Linked DNA regions of Mus musculus: regions 2 and 3 are each linked to region 1. The links are chromatin contacts, called in public Micro-C and promoter capture Hi-C maps. All regions are on one chromosome and are shown on one strand. The core of a region is the stretch at or near the end of the contact, and the rest is flanking DNA. Distances in the headings are between cores, read along the strand shown. Region 1 holds the start of Tdrd3 (tudor domain containing 3). Region 2 holds the start of Pcdh8 (protocadherin 8). Region 3 holds the start of Wbp4 (WW domain binding protein 4).

The links. Promoter capture Hi-C pulls out the DNA fragments that hold promoters and counts their contacts. Hi-C and Micro-C count contacts between places; a contact is called where the count stands out from the background.
Region 2: a contact with region 1 is called in a Micro-C map of embryonic stem cells, with 9 times the contacts expected there. The contact joins the promoter of Pcdh8 here to the promoter of Tdrd3 in region 1. A contact is called at or near these places in 1 of 39 promoter capture datasets (cranial neural crest) and 1 of 484 Hi-C or Micro-C datasets (embryonic stem cells).
Region 3: a contact with region 1 is called in a promoter capture Hi-C map of cranial neural crest. The contact joins the promoter of Wbp4 here to the promoter of Tdrd3 in region 1.

The regions. Positions count from the first base shown.
Region 1 is chr14:87,414,915-87,419,161 of GRCm38.p6, reverse strand. Tdrd3 (tudor domain containing 3) reads right to left here and starts at 2,579. Exons shown (of 14, transcript NM_172605.3): 1 at 2,314-2,579. The coding sequence starts at 2,354.
Region 2 is chr14:79,769,865-79,774,157 of GRCm38.p6, reverse strand. Pcdh8 (protocadherin 8) reads left to right here and starts at 2,846. Exons shown (of 3, transcript NM_021543.4): 1 at 2,846-4,293. The coding sequence starts at 3,037. It overlaps Gm9748 (predicted gene 9748), which reads right to left and starts at 4,250. Exons shown (of 2, transcript NR_154550.1): 1 at 3,957-4,250; 2 at 1,416-1,761.
Region 3 is chr14:79,479,277-79,483,603 of GRCm38.p6, reverse strand. Wbp4 (WW domain binding protein 4) reads left to right here and starts at 2,336. Exons shown (of 10, transcript NM_018765.3): 1 at 2,336-2,673; 2 at 3,159-3,231. The coding sequence starts at 2,672. Elf1 (E74-like factor 1) reads right to left here and starts at 2,410. Exons shown (of 9, transcript NM_007920.4): 1 at 1,967-2,410. n-TEttc4 (a tRNA gene) reads right to left here and starts at 1,936; the gene lies at 1,865-1,936.

The DNA.
Region 1 (4,247 bases), core at 1,330-3,829:
TAGTACATAGCACACTAGAGTCCAAAGAATATTTTGTTTAGAGTCAACAACCACCCCAGAGGGGAAATCTGGATGTCAGAACACTATGGAGTTATTCAAAGCTGTTCTCTAGTCTAAACTTTTCTTCACAGCACTCTTATCTGTTTAAACCTTTGAAATTCATGGAGCATGCTTAAGTCTCTAATTAAAGGCCTAGTACAAGCCACATCACTGAGGAGAGCCCATGCCTTCATTCCTTGGCACAAACTTTGGTGAACATGGGTCAGGATTCTAGAAAACTCCTACCCACCTTAGAGATGTAAGAACTTTAGCGATCCCAGCCTTTATCTGGACTCTTCAGAAGCAAAACAGATTGGTAGAAAGGAATATGTAAACCTAACTTGTAGTACAAAGTGGCAAATGATAAAATGTAACATTGCTGGAGATTTGTAACAATCTTACTAAAGGAGGAACCGGACTCTGCCTGGGCATTTGTGACTGACCGGGCCATTCCAAGGTCAACTCTTCCAAATGAATAAGACCCTATGATGCAATATATTTCTAAGTATCTAAGATACCACAGAAAAATAATATAGACTTCTCTGCCCTTAAGGAGTTAGTTATAAAAGTCCGGATAAAACAAATTTAGAATCTTCTGGGATCCTAATAAACTAACAAACCTTCTTATAGGATGCAGCCATGTTTCAGAATTTACGCAAAAGGCCATATGTGTAAATAAAGGGGTATCACTAGTTTATAAGAGTAAGACTCAGTGTAATGTAGAACTCAAATAGATGCTAAGTCTGGTGTGATCCAAACCTGCAATCCCATCATGAGTTCGAGGCCAGCCTGGGCTACATAAACTAAAATGAAGACAGACTTAAGCTTATTCTGGACAGCCTTGTTAAAAAAAAAAAATCAAGAAAATGAAAGGAGGCATCCCATTGAAAGAGGAAAATAAAACTGAATAAAGTGAAATTTTTAACTTACAATTTGCAGTAAATGGGGGGGGGGGCGGGGGGTGAGGAGGTCTGTACTTTATAAACAAATACTAAGTACACAGGACTGAACCAGCCTAGTTACATCAACATTTATTTCAACCACTTTCTAGCCAGGTCATGGGAGAAAGTTACTTAATTCTTTGCCTTCATCTTTACACCTGTGAGTAGGGCAGGAAAAAAAAAAGGCCTGTCAAGTCAATTAGCAAAGCATTCACAGCAGGGTTGCTTTGTCTCTGCCCTATTGGTCAAAACTTTAAGATCAAAGTAAAATTCCAACCCTTTAAGCACTGGCTTCCTCCTTCTTGGCTTTAATCCTCAAATACCTCCCTACTTCCAGTTACCTCTAGGATCTAGTGTCCTTTCTCCAAAATGAACACATTCCTAACTCTACATCTGCAAAGTCTTTCTTCACCATCTGCCAGAACCCACTTCTCTCCTTCAGTCATCAAGTGCTCGGTCTGTCCTTCACGCTTTGCTAACACTGCGATAGTTTTCTTGATCTCCCTTCTCACTAAAGTGTAGTTTCAGAAAGCTGGGACGAGTAATCTGTATTTCATCCTCACCCCTACCCATCAGCCCAGAAGGTACCTACGCCAGGCTGGGGAAAGCGACGCTGAATTAAACTGGATGTTTACAACTGGTGTGGCTGCAATTCCAGAAACTGCTTAATGTCAAGTAATTTGTCATTGCTTTCAGATCCCCAAAAGTCACGGCTGGAAAAGTATTTTTTAAAAAAAGATCAGACCAACACCATCCTTTCCAGAAAAGTTCCACGGGGCAGCCCCGGCACGAGTAGCCGGGACGGTCATTCTCTGCTTCGCGAGTTGAGCGTGCAGCAAGGGCAGCGGCGCTCCGGTCAGCGCGGTAGTTTGAAACGAGGGCAGCGGGCCGGCTCCGGCCGCCGCGCGGGGCTGGGCTCCGTGCTCCCGCCAACTTCCCGCAGGCCGCCGCCTCCCGCGTCCGCCGCAGCGACACCCTCCAGGGGCGGCGGCGCGCCGTGCTCGGCCCCGCGGGTGCTCCTGAGCGGCGCGGCTCGGGGCCTGGCCGCCGCCCGCTCCCCGGCCCCGAGGCCTCGCTCTCTCCCCGCGGGCCGCCGCCGCCGCTGCCGCCGGCGCGCCGCTCCCGGTCGCAGGCCGCCGCCCCTAGGGGAGCGGGGACGCTCGCCCAGCTCCGCGTGGCGCCGGGGGCGGAGCCGGCCCCGAGGGCCCCCGAGAGGACGGGGGCGGGTGGCCGTGGCCGCCTTCCTCGCCGCATCCCCGGCGCCCCTCTCCCGACCTTCCCCGGGGCCGGACCCGAGCCCGGGGCCGGGCGGCCGGCGCGACGCGGCACTTACCAACCCGCCTGGGACAACGCGGCGCCGGACACCTCGGCCATGGTTAGCTGTTCAGGCTCGGGGACGGCGGGGGTCTGAACTGAGGGTGGGGGACGGGCCTCCTACTGGAGACCCAGAAAAAAGAAAAAGAAGAAAGAGGGGGAAAAAAAGAAGAAAGAAAAGAAAAAGAAAAAAAAACTCCTCTGTTCGACTGTGCCACTGGGCATGCTCAGTGAGACGGGCGCTTCCGCGTGCGGGTTCCGCTCGCCGCGTTTTGTGAGCGGCCGCAGGGGCCGGCCCGGGCTGGGAGCGGCGAGCCGCCAAACGCGGCCTGGGCCGGGGATCGGACACGGCGCCGCGGGGGACGGCGCTAGGCTAGGCTGGTTGGCGCCGCTCCTGCTGCCGGGGACCGGGCTGCTTGGTCACTTTCTAAGTTGCACACACATGCGGGAGCCGCGCATCCCAGGGACTAGGCTGCCTCACGGGGCGGGACACGGACCCCCGCGGCCCGGGCGGCGGCGCATCGGGGATGATGCTACCACGGCCACGTTTGGGGCGGTGCAGCCCAGCCCATTCTGCACCCGAGCTGGCTGTTGTCACCAGGGCCCGCTCCATTCGCCCGGCCTTGCGGTCGGCCGAGGCTCAGAGACTGCGGCTCGCACCCCACTCTGGGTCCCCGCAGGCAGTTGGGTGAGCGCGACACCCTAACCCTGCACTTAAGGGAGTTGGCTTTGAAACTGGGCAACAGGGACAAGACTTTTTTTTCTTGTCACCCTCCTGCTGGGCGTAGCCCTAACCCAGCGTGGCCCAGCGACCTTGGCACCGGCACCTAACCGGGCTAGCACCGCCCTACGCCGTGCCCTTTGCCGCACGCGGGAGGACCGGGGTGCACGGCGTGTCCCCGACTGGGCACGCGCAGCGACGCCACCGAGCTGCGCCGGAACGCTCCTATCGTGATTGGGCAATCAGGAGTCACACAGCCCAATCAGAGAAGAGGTTTCTGGGTCGGGGCGGGCCTGTTGGTGCTCCTAAAAAGTTTACTCCAGAATCTGGGTCCTTCTCCTCCTGGGACGGTGGCGCGGAGGAGGAGAGTCGGGGGCAAGTTATTTCCCAGTGATTCTGCAGACTTACAGGCTATTTAAGAACTTATAGTCGATAAAATTTGCAGTGTAAATAAAGAAAACATCTAATAATAAAAAAATAACTTATATTCGGTCTGCAACCCGTCGCGGTGGCTGCTTCACCTTTACTGTCACCGTCACTGAGCCAGACTTCGGAGAGACTGCAAAATTGGCAGCTGCTCCTGAGACTTAAAAGCAACTTATTAGAGAAAGAAGGGTATTAAGCATCCAGAAGTTAACTGAAATCTCCATTTTCTCACTTTAGCTGTTCACAGTTCTAAAGTCACTATGCCTTCCTTGGGAAATATGCTATGATGTCTTTCTGAACACACATTTGCTCCTACGTATAATTAAATGTGTACAGCATGTTCAGAAACTGGAATAAATTTCTTTCCTAGTATTTGCAGTGGTAGAAAATGTTTTAAATCATCCATGAGCAGCAAGTGTGTTTATATGTACAAGCTGACCTGAACACAGAGGGGGAAAAAAATAAATAAAAGTAAATGGACAGCTCAGGTTAATTGCCAACTTTGTTATTAAATAGACCATAGCAAACATAACTTTTTTTTTTAAGATTTATTTATTTATTATATGTAAGTACACTGTAGTTGTCTTCAGATACACCAGAAGAGGGCATCAGATCTCATTACGGGTGGTTGTGAGCCACCATATGGTTGCTGGGATTTGAACTTCAGACCTTCAGAAGAGCAGTCGGGTGCTCTTACCCACTGAGCCATCTCACCAGCCCCAAACATAACTTTTTATTCGTGTAAATTAAGTGAAAGTTATAATGTCCCAGTAACCAGAACTATTGAATAAATAAGCCTTTAAACT
Region 2 (4,293 bases), core at 1,597-4,096, 7.6 Mb after region 1:
CTTTGAGACCTTTTGGCATGGTAACCAGGCGATCAGGGCAGCTTTTGTGGGTGGATCCGCACGGGGTGGGGGGTGGACTTGCCCCCTCCCATCCCTTTGCGGTCGCCTTCCCCGACTTTCCTCCAGACCTCGCCCCCCTAGACATTTCTTTTCCTCCGGGAGTTGCAGTGACCGCTAACACGCTGCTTTAAATCGTCTTTCCATTATCTGGCGAATGCGGGCGGCCAGCGGGAGCTCCCTGCTCGCGTGCCTTCACACCTGGACCTACAGCCCTGCCAGTCCCGGGAACACTGGCTGCACAGTGCTCCTAGCAGTCCTTCCCCAGCCTGACGATCCACCCCCGACTTCCCCCCACCCCACCCCCCACCCCTCTTTGCTGCCAAGGCTCCTCCTCGGTGGACAATAGTCTTCAAACCTAGGGCTTACCTCCCCAACCGTTTCTGCCGCGGCTGGGCTTCTTGTTTGCCCTTTCTTGCCCTTTTGCTTTTTCCAAGCACTTGCCTTTGGGGGGTGTGGGAGGGAAGAGAGAGAAGGTGACAGGAAGTGCACTTAGCATCCTGCTGAGCTCCCTCGGTGAAACCTGGAATCTCAGGTTGGAGTTCAGCTCCCAGACACTGAGCTGTGAGAGAGTGTGTATTACAGAACCGTGGTCAAATCCCACCTCATGTTCCCTCCAGGTCCAGGCCAACACATTCTCTGCCTTGATAGCACAGTGCCAGAGACAACGAAGGTTCCCAGGTTGGCTGCTGTCCATCACTAAGGTTCCGAACCTGTTTGGGTGTGGGTCTGAGAGAGGCCATAAAGGAAGAGGGAGTGAGCCTGGAAAAGCCAAGAGTCAAGTGTGGGTCCAGGTCAGGGTGGTCTGGGGTTCGAAAAAAGACTGAGCATTCATACAATATTTATCTCTCCACCCAGGGTGAGAGCCAAAACCTAAAATGGCACTAGACAGAGAGAGAGAGAGAGAGAGAGAGAGACAGAGAGAGACAGAGACAGAGAGAGAGACGGAGAGAGAGAAAGACAGAGAGACAGGGAGAATAGAAATTAAGGTTCTGTAGGAGTGTTGCCTTTCTAATGTCTCAGTGGCTTCAGACATCTGGCCTCACTGCCTGCAAATACCAGCACTGGAAGGTGGAAAAGATGAAGGGAGCCCCCAAACTACCCACTGCCCCTCCTCAACCCCATAAAGATTTTTATTTAATGGCTCAGAATGCATTTCCTGCAATCCCAAACATCCCCTATCCCCTCCAGTGCACTGTCCACCCAGTCCTACCTCTCAGGTATTCTCCCTACTCGGGGCAAACCCCTGCTCCTCTTCTGAAAGCGGTCCAAATGAGTCTGAAGGGAAGAGACCTGCAAAAGGCCCTTACAGAAGGAACATGGTCCAGATTCCGAAGAATAGAGGCCCAATGCAACATGCTTAGCAAACTCATTGTCTTTATTTCTCCAAGTGTGTGACTTGTGTTTGTAACTCTCCCTTCTTCCTGTGTATTTACATCGCCTGTTCAATAGAGTCCTTCGGTAAGAATCAATAAGAATCAGTCTTGTTCCAGGTTGGCACAACCTGTCCTTCAGCTCCGGGAGTGGAGATACCTGGATACCTACGGAGGCATCTCGAGGACCCCAGCCAGGGAAAGTGGTAATGCTGAAGTTCTACGGTTTCATAGGCAGATGGCTAAGTTACCCCAGGTTCCTGCCAGGTTTCAACGTCACGCTGTGATTTTGTTCTTCTGGAACAGGGCGAGTGTTGCTTCCAGAGAGGCCCTATTAGAACAGAAAGCAAATCCTCTAAATAGGCGGAACAAGGCATCAGGAGGAAAACGATCTCTAAATGCACTTTAGTAGGAACCCGGTATTGTGTGGGATTCAGCGCCCATCACCGTTTAGCCTGAGAGTTATGGCACGGATTGAGGGTGAATAGAGAGGCATAATGGAGACATGTGGCGTTTGCTCATTATATTCAAGTTAGCCCAACTCTACTGTGGAAACTGTTCAACTTTCTCTCCCCCTCTAGCTTGTCATAGTGAAATAATACAGACATCGGGGCCTCCAATGGGATCGCCTGCCACGCCATTCTATTTCCACTACTAACGAGGGCTTCATAAGCCTTTGATACAGTCTGATCTTTGAAACCTTTCCAAATCTCCTCAAGCTTATGCTAAATCCTATTTGGAACTTTATTTTTCCTTGCCTGCTAGCACCTAGGGCTTAAGGAAGCCATTTGAACAGTGACATGCATACTAACGTGTATCGCAGGGCTCTTTTCTGAAAGGCAAGTGGCACCGGTGCTCACACGAGCAAAACACAATTGCGTACACAAATGTGAATAAAATCAGTTTTGCTCTACCCTTCACTCTTCTTCATCGACAGGTTATTCCCCACACCGGTGGGAAGCTGAGGGAGGAGGCGAACAGAGAGCCTCGCTCCCCAGAGCAAGTTTTGAAGCCTTTAAAATGCAAAATAAAGGGGCGGATGGGGGGTAGGATGTGAGACCCGGAGCTTCTGAAGAGAAACCCAGCTTGTTCGGGCTTAGTACCCGCAGCGGCGGGCAGAAGAGACCGGGTGCCTGGCACCCAATTTCCAAAAATCATCAGCTTCGTTTACTTCAGAGCCCAGTGCTAACTCATTGCAAGCAAGGTGCTAACAGAAAATGGGAGCAGGAGTTTTTAAAACAAAGGAAAGATTCCCTCATTTTCCTTCCCTGTTTTCTCCTCTAAGCCTTTCCACATTAAAGGGATTGTCGGTGGTTGGCGGAGGAGCGGCGCTGTGGCTAAGCGACCATTGGCTGGCCCCTTCCAGTGATTTGCATATCGGCAGCTATAAAGACGGAGGCGGCGCTCGCCAGCGCAGCTCCAGCCCAGGGAAAGGAGGCGGAGGCGCCGAGTGAGGGTGGGTCTGCGCGTCCTCCGAGCCAGCCCGAGCCGGAGCTGCAGCTTTTCCCGCACGGGGCTCGCAGAGCCTGGGACTCACGCTCCGATCTGCACGCCGGGGAAGACTCTTTAGGTTAGCCTTTCGGAATAGCAGTTGGGGATTGGCGATATGAGTCCTGCGAAGCGCTGGGGCAGCCCTTGCCTTTTCCCCTTGCAGCTATTTAGTCTCTGCTGGGTGCTCTCAGTGGCCCAGAGCAAGACAGTCCGATACAGCACGTTCGAAGAGGATGCCCCTGGCACAGTCATCGGAACCCTTGCAGAAGACCTGCACATGAAAGTGTCTGGAGACACAAGCTTCCGCCTGATGAAGCAATTCAACAGCTCTCTGCTCCGGGTACGCGAGGGCGACGGGCAGCTGACCGTCGGGGATGCGGGCCTGGACCGTGAGCGTCTGTGTGGCCCGTCCCCACAGTGCGTGCTGGCCTTCGATGTTGTCAGCTTCTCGCAGGAACAGTTCCGCCTGGTGCACGTGGAGGTGGAGGTGAGGGATGTAAACGACCACGCGCCCCGCTTTCCCCGAGCCCAGATCCCGGTGGAGGTCTCAGAGAGCGCTCCGGTAGGCACACGCATCCCCCTGGAGGTGCCCGTGGACGAGGACGTGGGTGCCAACGGGCTGCAGAGTGTACGCCTAGCCGAGCCTCACAGCCCCTTCCGCGTGGAGCTGCAGACGCGCGCGGACGGTGCCCAGTGTGCGGACCTGGTGCTGCTACAGGAGTTGGACCGCGAGAGCCAGGCCTCCTACAGCCTGGAGCTGGTGGCTCAGGATGGCGGGCGACCGCCGCGTTCCGCCACAGCAGCCCTCAGCGTGCGTGTGCTAGATGCCAATGACCACAGCCCGGCCTTCCCACAGGGTGCCGTGGCAGAGGTGGAATTGGCCGAGGACGCACCTGTGGGATCGCTGCTGCTCGACCTGGACGCTGCCGATCCCGACGAAGGTCCCAACGGCGACGTTGTGTTCACCTTCGGCGCCCGCACCCCTCCCGAAGCCCGCCACCTCTTCCGGCTCGACCCGCGCTCTGGCCGCCTCACCTTGGCTGGGCAGGTGGACTACGAGCGCCAGGACACCTACGAGCTGGACGTGCGGGCTCAAGACCGAGGTCCAGGGCCCCGGACAGCCACCTGCAAGGTTATCGTGCGCATCCGAGACGTCAACGACAACGCTCCTGAAATTTCTATCACTCCTCTGGCCGCCCCGGGGGCTCCAGCCACCTCGCCCTTCGCCGCCGCCGCCGCTGCCGCCGCACTCGGAGGAGCGGACGCGGCCTCGTCGACTGGGTCCGGGACACAGGAAGCCGGTATCACCTCGCTGGTGCCAGAGGGGGCGGCGCGCGAGAGTCTAGTGGCGCTGGTCAGCACCTCGGACAGG
Region 3 (4,327 bases), core at 1,087-3,586, 7.9 Mb after region 1:
TTCTAACCTATCTACACTCTGTGGAGAATGTGCTGCTCTGGAGAACCTAGGCGGCTGCTCGAGAGGTTCGAAGCATTTGTTGCTCCTGCGGAAATGAAGGCTTGATTCCCCAGCACCCAAATAGGGAGGCCCACAACCACCCATTGCTCCAATTTCCAGGATCTGGCCTGTTCTGACCTCCCTGGGCACCAGGCACACAGGTGGCACACAGGAAGGCAAACATTCATAAACATAAGGAATTGTAATTAACTTAAAAAAAAAAATCGAGTCTGGTGCCATAAGCCTGTGACCTGAGCACTGAAGAGGCAGGAGGTGCAAGAGCAAAGGAGATCTTCATCACCGCAGAGACTTTGAGGCTACCCTGGGGTACGTGAGACTGAGATGAGGTCTGAACAGACTCACCTTACCCTCAGGCCCACTGCTGAGAGGCAGAAGCAGGAGGACCATAAACCTCAGCAGCTCCGGCTCCTAGTGAGTTCTAGGCTATCTCGAGCCACACGGAGAAACTATCGTAGTAATATAATGATGGTGACACGCTTACGGCTCTAAAGCTAGAAGACACCACTACACTCAGGTCAAAGACCTTCGCACGATCCCATAGCTAAGGACTGGAGGCCAAAGGGATTCTATCCAGCCACTACCCACCTACCTAAAGCGCCTGCTGTTCAGCAGGCACCTCAAAACATCTGGAGGTGGGGGGTGGGGAACCTGACATGCATAAGGACTTGTGTTAATGTTTTAAATATTCGCTAAAGGAGTTTTCTAGGTTTAATTTTTACGAGGAAAGGCTCATTAATCCCTAATCGCATAGATCACATTAACAGCTATTTTCAAACTCAGCTGTGCCAGTTAAGGCTATAAAATATTGTTGGGAACACACAAACAACCAAAACTTCTGCTCAGTAATGGTTTTGACCAGAAACTCATCCGCCGGAGTCAGTTTTTCCTTATTTGTGCCCAAAGGCCCAACAGACTAAACATTACAGCTGCCCCAATTTTCTAATTTCAACTTGCATTTATGATAACGCTTTTGTTTCGTGTACGGCGCTCAGGCTGCTGACACAGCTGGGCCGCTTCTTTGTAATAAACACAGGGCTTCTATATTTAAAAGTACAGTGCAACTTTGTTGTAACATCCCCTCCCCAGTCTCCGGGCTAATTTTCTGTCTTCCAAGCTCCACCTCCATCCCATGATTTTTTTTTTTTTTTAAATCAGTGACGCTCCAAACAGCCTCCGGGAAAGCCGGCTCTGTTCTTTCAAGACATCTCATCCCAGTGGTATTTTTCTTCTCCGCAGTTTGCCGTGTGTTTGAAGAGGAAAGGGGAGTTAGAAGGAAAATAAGAGACATTCTGCAAAAGCCTTGAGGCGAGGGTTGCTGGGGGGGGGGGGGAGCGGTGGACCGGGCTCGGGTGCACGCGGCGGGGGTCCTAGAGCCCAGCCGGCGACAAGGGATCGGCGGGGGTCTGGCGATAGGGAGCAGCGGGGTGGTCTCCAGCCGCTGTTGACAGTAACTGGAGCGCAGCGGGCACGCCCCGGCCCGCCGAGTAGGAAGGGGGCGGCGGAGCAGGGTGTGGGCCGAGGGGGCACCCGGGCGGGGGGAGATAAGGCGAGGCCCAAGTTAATCATCACCTCCCGAGCGCCTGGAAAAGTACGGGCTGAGGGCGGGGTACAGCCGCGGGGAAAGCGAAACTCCTCTCGCAGCGGGCCCGAGAGCGGCCGCCGCGCTCCTCCGGCCTCCGAGAGCCAAGCTCCCATCCACGGGAGCAACTACACTGCCTGCTCCCAAACTCACCCCGAACACGGCTGCAGAAGTCAGCCAGAGCCACTAAGCAAGTAAACTCAACTAGAGCAAAAAGTGACACTGTTCCCATACCGGGAGTCGAACCCGGGCCGCCTGGGTGAAAACCAGGAATCCTAACCGCTAGACCATATGGGAAGTGCTGCTACAAGCACTGCTGTGACCCACCTGACTAGCGTCAGCGCCGCTACCACTCAGCCACTCTGCTGCAACTCGCGCCGCCGAAGCCGCCCCCGCGGCCGCTGCCCCACGCGCGGGCACGAGCCCGGCGGAGCGCGCGGGCGTGGCGGGGGGGAGGAGCGGGGCCGGTGCGCGCCCCTGGAAAGTTCTGAGCCGAAGCCGGGCGCCCCGTGCGCTCCCGGAACGGGCGGCTGCGCCTTTCTTTCTCAGCCGTCAGGTCCCGGGCTGCTCCCCGGTCACAGAGCGGGCGGGCAAGCCGGCAAAGCCGAGGGCGGCGCCGGCTGTGGGAACGGCGGCGTGCGGCCGGGGCTGGGGGGAGGCGATCGAGCCTCTCGGCTGCGAGCCAGCTCGGGAGTGGAGGTTCTGGATCCCGGGAGGCGTGAGGACCGCGGGATGGAGCCTGGGTCGGACGCTCGGGGCCCGCGGCTCCGGTCCCGTCGCGCTTTCGTCCCTTCTGGGTGACCTCAACCCCTTTATACCGACCCCACCTCTCAGGCGCCGCGAGTACCGCCCCGTGGGGGAGGGGAAGAGGCGGTGACAACCGCGCGCGCGGGTTGGGCCGTCGCGGCCGCCGTAGTCCACCCGTGGAAACGCCGTACCCGGGGGGGACGCCGAGACCGAGAGGTCCTGGCTTGAGCCACCGGCGGACATCAGTGAGCGGGATCGCGGGCTGCCCGCGGAGCTGCCGCCGTCATGTGAGTCGGGTCGGGTCGGGTCGGGCTTGCGCCGCCAGGCGCCCGCGAGTGGCCTCCTCCCGCCCCTCCGCTCGCCCGGGGCCGCCCGACCTGCGGGGCCGGTTCTCTCGGAGACGCGGCCGCCCTCTAGGCAGGAGCCGGGGACTCGGGTGCCGCCCCCGCCCGCCCGCCGGGGCCCGGGCCCGGGGCCGGGGTGGCGCTGCGGCCTCAGACGTCCAGGGGCTTTTCCCAGCCTCGCGTCCCCAGAACGAATGAATTAGCTAGAAGGGCACGGGAAAGAGAAATACTTTGAGACTTCTTCATCTCGGTGCAGTGTGATTTACCTTCACCGGAGAGCAGTTTTCCACGGACTTTAGCTTTACATAAATAATACAACTGCTTTGCTAAGACAGAAGTCCGAAAACAGCCTTATATCCCATTTTTTAACAACTGTAAAAATTCCTTTCAATTTTTGGATAAGCTTAGAGTTGTTTTTATCTTTTCAGGGCCGACTACTGGAAGTCACAACCAAAGAAATTCTGTGATTACTGCAAGTGCTGGATAGCAGACAATAGGCCTGTATGAAATTTTTATTAAAATATTCACGTGATGTGTTGTTTTTTTGACTTTAGTGTGTATAAGCCACTTTCGTGTATAGTGCTCTTTATTCTTCAAAACCTAAAAAGGTTTCTTTTGTTTGATTCCTCTTATGAAAGCTATAGCCTTCTCCTTTTCATCAATCTGACTTTGATTTTAAGGCCAAATTATTTCTGGGGACTTTGAGGAAATGGACAGTGAGTGGGATAATCTTGTTTATGGAATACCTGCCCCTTAAAAAGGAATATTGTAGTTTTTCCTGTTCTCCACAGGAAGGAGAACAGCATTATTCCCTGGTGAGATACAAAGGGAGCAGCTGTAATATACCTTATGCTGAAAGCCTTGAGCCCACTATTTTTGCAAGGGGGTTGGGGGCGGTGATTTTTCAAGACAGGGTTTCCAGACAGCAACTCACTCTGTAGACCAGGCTAGCCCGCAGCCCACAGAGATCTACTTGGCTTTGCTTCCCAAGTGCTGGCAAAAAAGGTGTGTACCATGGCTAGACTCCTAGATCCAACTTTTTGTTTGTTTGTTTGTTTTTTTGTTTTTCAAGACAGGGTTTCTCTGTATAGCCCTGGCTGTCCTGAAACTCAGGCTATTGTAGACCAGGCTGACCTCGCGGAGTGCTGGGATTAAAGGTGTGCACCACCACTTAGATCCAACTTTTAAAGCATAAAGTAAGACGTCAGCTGGCTTTCTTCCCTCTTAGACATTCTACAATCAGACAAGCTACTGTATCAAAAGCTGTGGGCTATGGGGACTGGAGAGATGGCTTCACAGTCAGTAACAACTCCTGCTCTTGCAGAGGGTTGAGGTTCAGTTCCCAGTACCCACATGGCAGTTCGACACTACCTGTAACTCCAGTTTCAGGGTGTCCGACAGCCTCTTCTGACCTCCATTAGCGGCTATGCTCATGTCCTTACACACTCACAGGGGCGTAGACCCAGAAAATACGTTTTGAAAAACTACAGGGTCAGCAAGGGCAGAGGTGGTTCCCATCTTTAATCCCAGTATCCAGAGGCTATTAAGCAGATCTCCGAGCTCAAGGGCCGCTTGTTCTACAGAGTGAGTTCAAGGA